Linked DNA regions of Mus musculus: region 1 is linked to region 2. The links are chromatin contacts, called in public HiChIP or PLAC-seq maps. All regions are on one chromosome and are shown on one strand. Each heading gives the region's core, a stretch centred on a gene start, on an enhancer-like site or on the middle of the called end of the contact. The rest is flanking DNA. Distances are from core to core; before and after follow the strand shown. Region 1 holds the start of Thoc2l (THO complex subunit 2-like). Region 2 holds the start of Spp1 (secreted phosphoprotein 1).

Region 1 (2,939 bases), core at 316-2,815, 73 kb after region 2:
CAAACCCACAACCATCATGGTGAGGTGTATGACATCAAGCAGGTAAACATGGCGGTGAGGCAGTAGCCCAGAGCTTACATCTAGATAATAAACATGATGCAGAGAGCTAACTGGTAGTGGTGTGTGCTTTTGACACCTCAGAGATCACCCCAGTGACATATCTTATCCAATAAGGTAACAACTCCTAATCCTTCCCAAATAGTTCTACCAGTTGGGGACCATATATAAGAAACCATGCATGCTCAATATTGCTCAAAAAGCTAAAAGTAAATCTACCATGACTCAGATCCACTCCTCTGCATATGCCCAAAGGACATCCTCCTACAGATGCTTGCTTAGCAGTGTCCATTGCTGCTCTGTTCACCATAGCTAGCGAGGGGGAACCACCTAAATGCCCTTCGAGTGATGGACGGGCAATGCAAATGTGGCACAGATACACCACAGGATAAAGGAAAATGACATCATGATGTTTGCAGGTAAGTGCAGCTCTTGCCAAGATGCAGGCATTAAATAGTTGCTGGGGAAAGAAAAATGAACAATCTCCCACCCACATTCATTATTTTCATATTGGGCAAAGACATCTAAATAGAAATAATTGCTTGGAAAGTGACCAAGCCACTTATACAGTATCTACTGTTATATGCAAGGCAATGTAGTGGATCCTGATCATGGTAAAAATTTTTTTTAATGTGCATCTCTATCTGTCTACAGCTTACTATTGAATCAAAAAAACCTTATTAAGTCATGTGTTTGAGATACATATATGCATATTTGCACATCTCATTTGATTTTATGTATTTCTGTTGCTTTGTAACATAATGGTCAGATATATACTCCTGAACAATTTATTGATTTTATACATACACGACATAATAACCAGATAACAACAGAAATGACAATTTTCGGAGATGGGGTCAAAATATGAGTTCAATTCTTAATGTATTTAAAACCTGATGCCTTTTTAAATTAAAAAGAATTTTAATCTAAAAATAAAGAAGTTTAACTTTCACCCCTCATCAAAGCTTCTTTTCATACTGGATAGAGAGCATGACAGACACCCACAAGTAGCAATGTCCCAGTTCTCCCAGTACAATGTGCAATAACTATAAAATATTTCCAAGTTTCTGTATAATGCATACATACATCCTTCTGATAAAAAGTTTTATAAATAGCTTTAAGGGCTTGGTTGGGAACAAATTTTGGCAGCTGTCTACAGTGAACAAGTATTTTAGTCCTTCCCTAACTCATGCCTTGACTTCTCTTGAGATGCAACATACTTTGGGAGATAAACAGACTTTTTCCATAGTACACTACCAGATTTTCCACCAGTTGAACCACATCATTTTCGGAAAGCTCTCAGAATTGTTTGTATTTAGCATTCACATTCAAATGAAACCGCCAGTGCACACAGTCACCTCAGCAAGGCATTTTCTAACAAAGGCGCAGTGATGACCAACGACCTCAGTCCCCACCCCGCCCCCCGCCCCCCGCCCCCCGCCCCCCGCCAGCAACCGAAGTGCGGCCGCGCGTGCGCAGAGGACTCGCTGCACCGCCGCCGTCCCTCCGCAGTGACGTCAGCCGAACGCCGAGGAGATCCCGACCGGTTTCCCACCGCTCTGTGGAGTCGGCGGTGTGTCGTTGGTGTCCCTATCGAGCTGGGTCAGGAGGGCGCGGAGCGGTGAAGCCCTTCCCGAGCCGCGGCGTAGAGGCGGTTCGCGGCGGCTGGAGCGGGGAGGCGCGAGCCGGCGCGGTCGCGGCGGGCGGCGCGGGCGGAGCGCGAGCGAGCGGTGAGTCGGCATGGCGGCCCCCAGGCGAGCGGGCGGGCTGCGGCCTCTGTCCAGCTCGGCGGCGGCTTGGCGGACCGGGCTGTGCTAACACACGCAGGGGAAAGCCACAGACCCCCGAGTCTTTCCGGGGCGTTCTTGAAGCGAACAGACCTTAAATGAGATCTGGTGTCACCGGGCGCTTCCTCAGCCCCGGCATTTGGTGGCTCCCGTGAGCGTCTCTGGGCACATAGAACGCCTACCTGGCCCGCAGGCAGTAGGTGGTTTCTGGACCGCGAGCTCCGAAGAGTTAAACTGTGTGCCAGGTGCAGTAAACTCAGGAACTGGAGCGAAAGGAGTGAAGAGTTGACAGCACTACCGGGAATTACTTCAGTATTCCTCACCCGGTTCTAATAAGTAGTTTTTTGCAATATTCTGAAGCTGTGGAAATGCTGGATACGGGGAAGGTGGTTGCGATTAAATTAAGAGAAAGGACGGGGTGCCAGGATTTTAGGAGTGTGTTTTGCCGTCCCTAGGTTTGCCTGCTACATTTGCCCTCAGAAATTTACCTCCCGTAGGAGATTTTCAGGATCATATTTACAACCAAAATCAGAATATTATCAGCTTAAATTGACACTGGGCATTATTGTTAACTTGAACTGGGAAGCCCCAGTTCAAGAAACTCAGCCAAGGTGCATGGACAAGAACGTTGATTGTTTATAGAGTACTGAAAACACTGCAGTATACTTTATACAAATTTGAAGGCATGTATTCATGATATGCCCAAATATTTGGCAGAAGTTATTCTTTTGAATGCTTTGCAGAAGACGTCTTAATCTTAAACACTCATATAAATACTCTCGCTTCATTTCAAGCCAAAATGGGGATGCTAGCTTCTTTATACTTAACAGTTATTTTGATACCAGCAAGCTTTGTAGTTCCAAAAGATGGTGTAAGTAGCATGGGTCGCCTAAGGCCATTGGAAACCGTGTTCACATTACAGTTCATAACAGTAGGTTATGAAGTTGCAACAAAAATAATGTTATGGTTGGGTCACTACAGCATGAGGAACTAACTGTATCAAAGTGTTGCAGCATTAGGAAGGTTGAGAACTGCTGACATAGAGGTAAAAGAAAACACAAAAGAAAAGAAAGCACATCACAAAATAGAGACCAG
Region 2 (2,700 bases), core at 186-2,685:
AATTTCTGCATGCCTCTTACATTGGAGATGTAAGGTAATAAGCCTGTGTTCTCCATTTCGGGAAAAGAAAGGAAGTAACTGCAGGGCAGTATTAAATATTTAAAGAAGTCTGCTTCACCTATAATTTTATCTCATTTGAATACCTCTTAACTATTCAGTAACGTTTTGTTAATACAAATTTTAAAATCTTTTTAAGTAGCCAACCTTATATATTCCAGGAAATAAAACTCAAAAAAGATAATTCAGAAATATAAGCTGTGTCTTTAAAAAAATATTCAGAGAACCCTTTAACGTGTACAGCTTAAAGATCAATTCAAAGGCATTACAAATTTCAGCTCCTTGCCTCTGCTGAAGATTTCTGTAATAGTTAAAATATACACGTTCTTTAACATGTGGGGGAAGGAGCATTGCAAAATGTGAAGTGCTATCAACTGCACTTACACTAATCCATTGTCCTGTAGATAGACTAAGTGACTTGCCCAAGGTCACACCTGGCACTGCTTACAGAAGGACTGAAAGGCAGTCTGGCTCCTGCAGCTTCCCCACCCAGCAAGCATTCCAGTCTCACAAACTGCTTGCTTAGGCGGGCTCTATCTGGAGTAACCACCTCTTCTGCTCTATATGGCCATTATAGTTTAGATAGCATCAGAACCATCACTCCCAGCTGCTCCAACAGAGCAACAAGGTTCACGAGGTTCACGTCTCTAAAGGTCAGTGGAGGCAGGAGAGGAATTCAGGGTCACTGTGTGGTTTGCACAAAGAGCAAGCGGCTGCATAGCTCAAGTGTCAAAACTGAGTTGTTACTTTGTTTCGTTTTGTTGTGAGGTTTTGTTTCTTTTGTGAGAGGGTCTCACTTTCTGTTGCCCCAACTGACCTGGAACACAGTATGGAGCCGAGGCTAGCCTCAAATTCATGGTGATCTTCCGGAGTACAAAACAGAGCCACTGTGGCCCGGCCAACCTAAGCTACCGAATACAAAGGCAAAAGGGAGGGTCTGAAAGTTCTGCCGAGACAGCAGTTTTCTAGATTTAAGTAAGTCTGAGAGAATCAAATTGTGTATCCATGTGGCCTTTATCTGTAACTTAGATAGGAGAATCCATACCTTTCATCCCCATTGATGTTTTTCTACTAATTCAGTAACTATAAACAAAGTCTCTGTGAGGGTGATCTACTCTTCCTTTCCTTATGGATCCCTGATGCTCTTCCGGGATTCTAAATGCAGTCTATAAATGAAAAGGGTAGTTAATGACATCGTTCATCAGTAATGCTTTGTGTGTGTTTCCTTTTCTTCCTTTTTTTTTTTTTTAACCACAAAACCAGAGGAGGAAGTGTAGGAGCAGGTGGGCCGGGTAGTGGCAAAAACCTCATGACACATCACTCCACCTCCTGATTGGTGGAGACTGTCTGGACCAGCATTTAAATTCTGGGAGGTCTGAGCCACCAGCAGCTCACACTGAAGAAGCATCCTTGCTTGGGTTTGCAGTCTTCTGCGGCAGGCATTCTCGGAGGAAACCAGCCAAGGTAAGCCTGCAGTGGCCCATGAGGCTGCAGTTCTCCTGGCTGAATTCTGAGGGTGAGTCCAGAGAACATTCTTTCAACAGTCGTATTTGTTAGTCAGACTCGTGCTGTTCTGGTCTTTTTGAATAAGCTGGTCAGGTACATTGCAGGTTTCCCGGTATTTTCAAAGCCAGTTGGATGTAGAAGTTAAAATAAATCTAGTTGGTCCTCTAAAGGAGAGAGAGAGATCTGCTAGTAATCTCTCTCTCTCTTTCTCTCTTTCTCTCCCTCTCTCTCTTCCTCTCTCTCCCTCTCTCCCTCCTCTCTCTCTCCCTCCTCTCTCTTCCTCTCTCTCTCCCTCCTCTCTCTCTCTCTCCCTCTCTCCCTCTCTCCCTCTCTCTCCTGTCACACACACATTGTAAAGTTCTATGTATCTTTGGAACAAATGTCTGCATCATTTTAAAGTGGCTGGATGACTGTGGAGACCAGTAAAGGAGGATCCTCTATATTAATATAAACCAGATACAGTTATTTTTAGAAAACTGTCTCACTTCAAAAGAGAACCTTCCTTAATTTCTCGCTTCTGCACTTGGCTTTTACAGTTTTCACTAAGGTCCCTGTGTGATAACACAGACTCATCAACATGCACAGAAAAGCTGTTGCCTGCTCTCAGTGTTTTATTTTTATTATTATTATTATTGTTGTTGTTATTATTATTATTATTAGTCCAAATAGAACATCTTACTCAAATTCAAAGATATCTTTGTTTCTTTCAGCTTTGTATAATGTAAGTTAAAATCACATTTGAAATGCAAATGGAAAAAGCAATTTTCTTTTATCATTCTATTTTCTCTTTTTCTTCCTTGCAGAAAGTACTCTCATGGTAGTTCGTTGCTTTAATTACTCGATTACTGTGAAACAAATCTTGGTGTGGAGCTCTAGAGACATCAGATAGTGGGGGCATAAGCTCTGAGACTCCAGACGTAAAGTTTGGATGAATAGAGTTGTGAAATTGCCCTTTTCCTTGCTAAGGATGAGAGGTGGAGAGGTAGAAAAGGCACACAAATATTGACTCACTGAAATTTTCTCTGAGATGTAGAAAGATTCCATAAATTATTGGTGACTTGGTGGTGATCTAGTGGTGCCAAGAGTGTGTTTGAACCTGACAAGACATCAACTGTGCCTCATAAAATATGTTGCAGG

The links. HiChIP or PLAC-seq counts read pairs in DNA pulled down with a chosen protein or histone mark.
Region 1: a contact with region 2 is called in an H3K27ac HiChIP or PLAC-seq map of embryonic stem cells, with 6 read pairs. The contact joins the promoter of Thoc2l here to the promoter of Spp1 in region 2. A contact is called at or near these places in 3 of 39 promoter capture datasets (the HPC-7 cell line, epiblast stem cells and macrophages), 3 of 484 Hi-C or Micro-C datasets (LSK cells and embryonic stem cells), 6 of 115 datasets of contacts at active chromatin or transcription factors (the SCID.adh cell line, embryonic stem cells and microglia) and 4 of 9 other capture datasets (adipose tissue, liver, macrophages and 1 more).

Annotation. Positions count from the first base shown.
Region 1 is chr5:104,506,785-104,509,723 of GRCm38.p6, forward strand. Thoc2l (THO complex subunit 2-like) reads left to right here and starts at 1,566. Exons shown (of 8, transcript NM_001166581.2): 1 at 1,566-1,787.
Region 2 is chr5:104,433,676-104,436,375 of GRCm38.p6, forward strand. It overlaps Spp1 (secreted phosphoprotein 1), which reads left to right and starts at 1,436. Exons shown (of 7, transcript NM_009263.3): 1 at 1,436-1,521; 2 at 2,700. RefSeq lists promoters at 1-1,458, 1-1,481, 532-1,522, a cis regulatory region at 38-52 and enhancers at 702-729, 734-742, 1,360-1,406, 2,218-2,537, 2,287-2,323.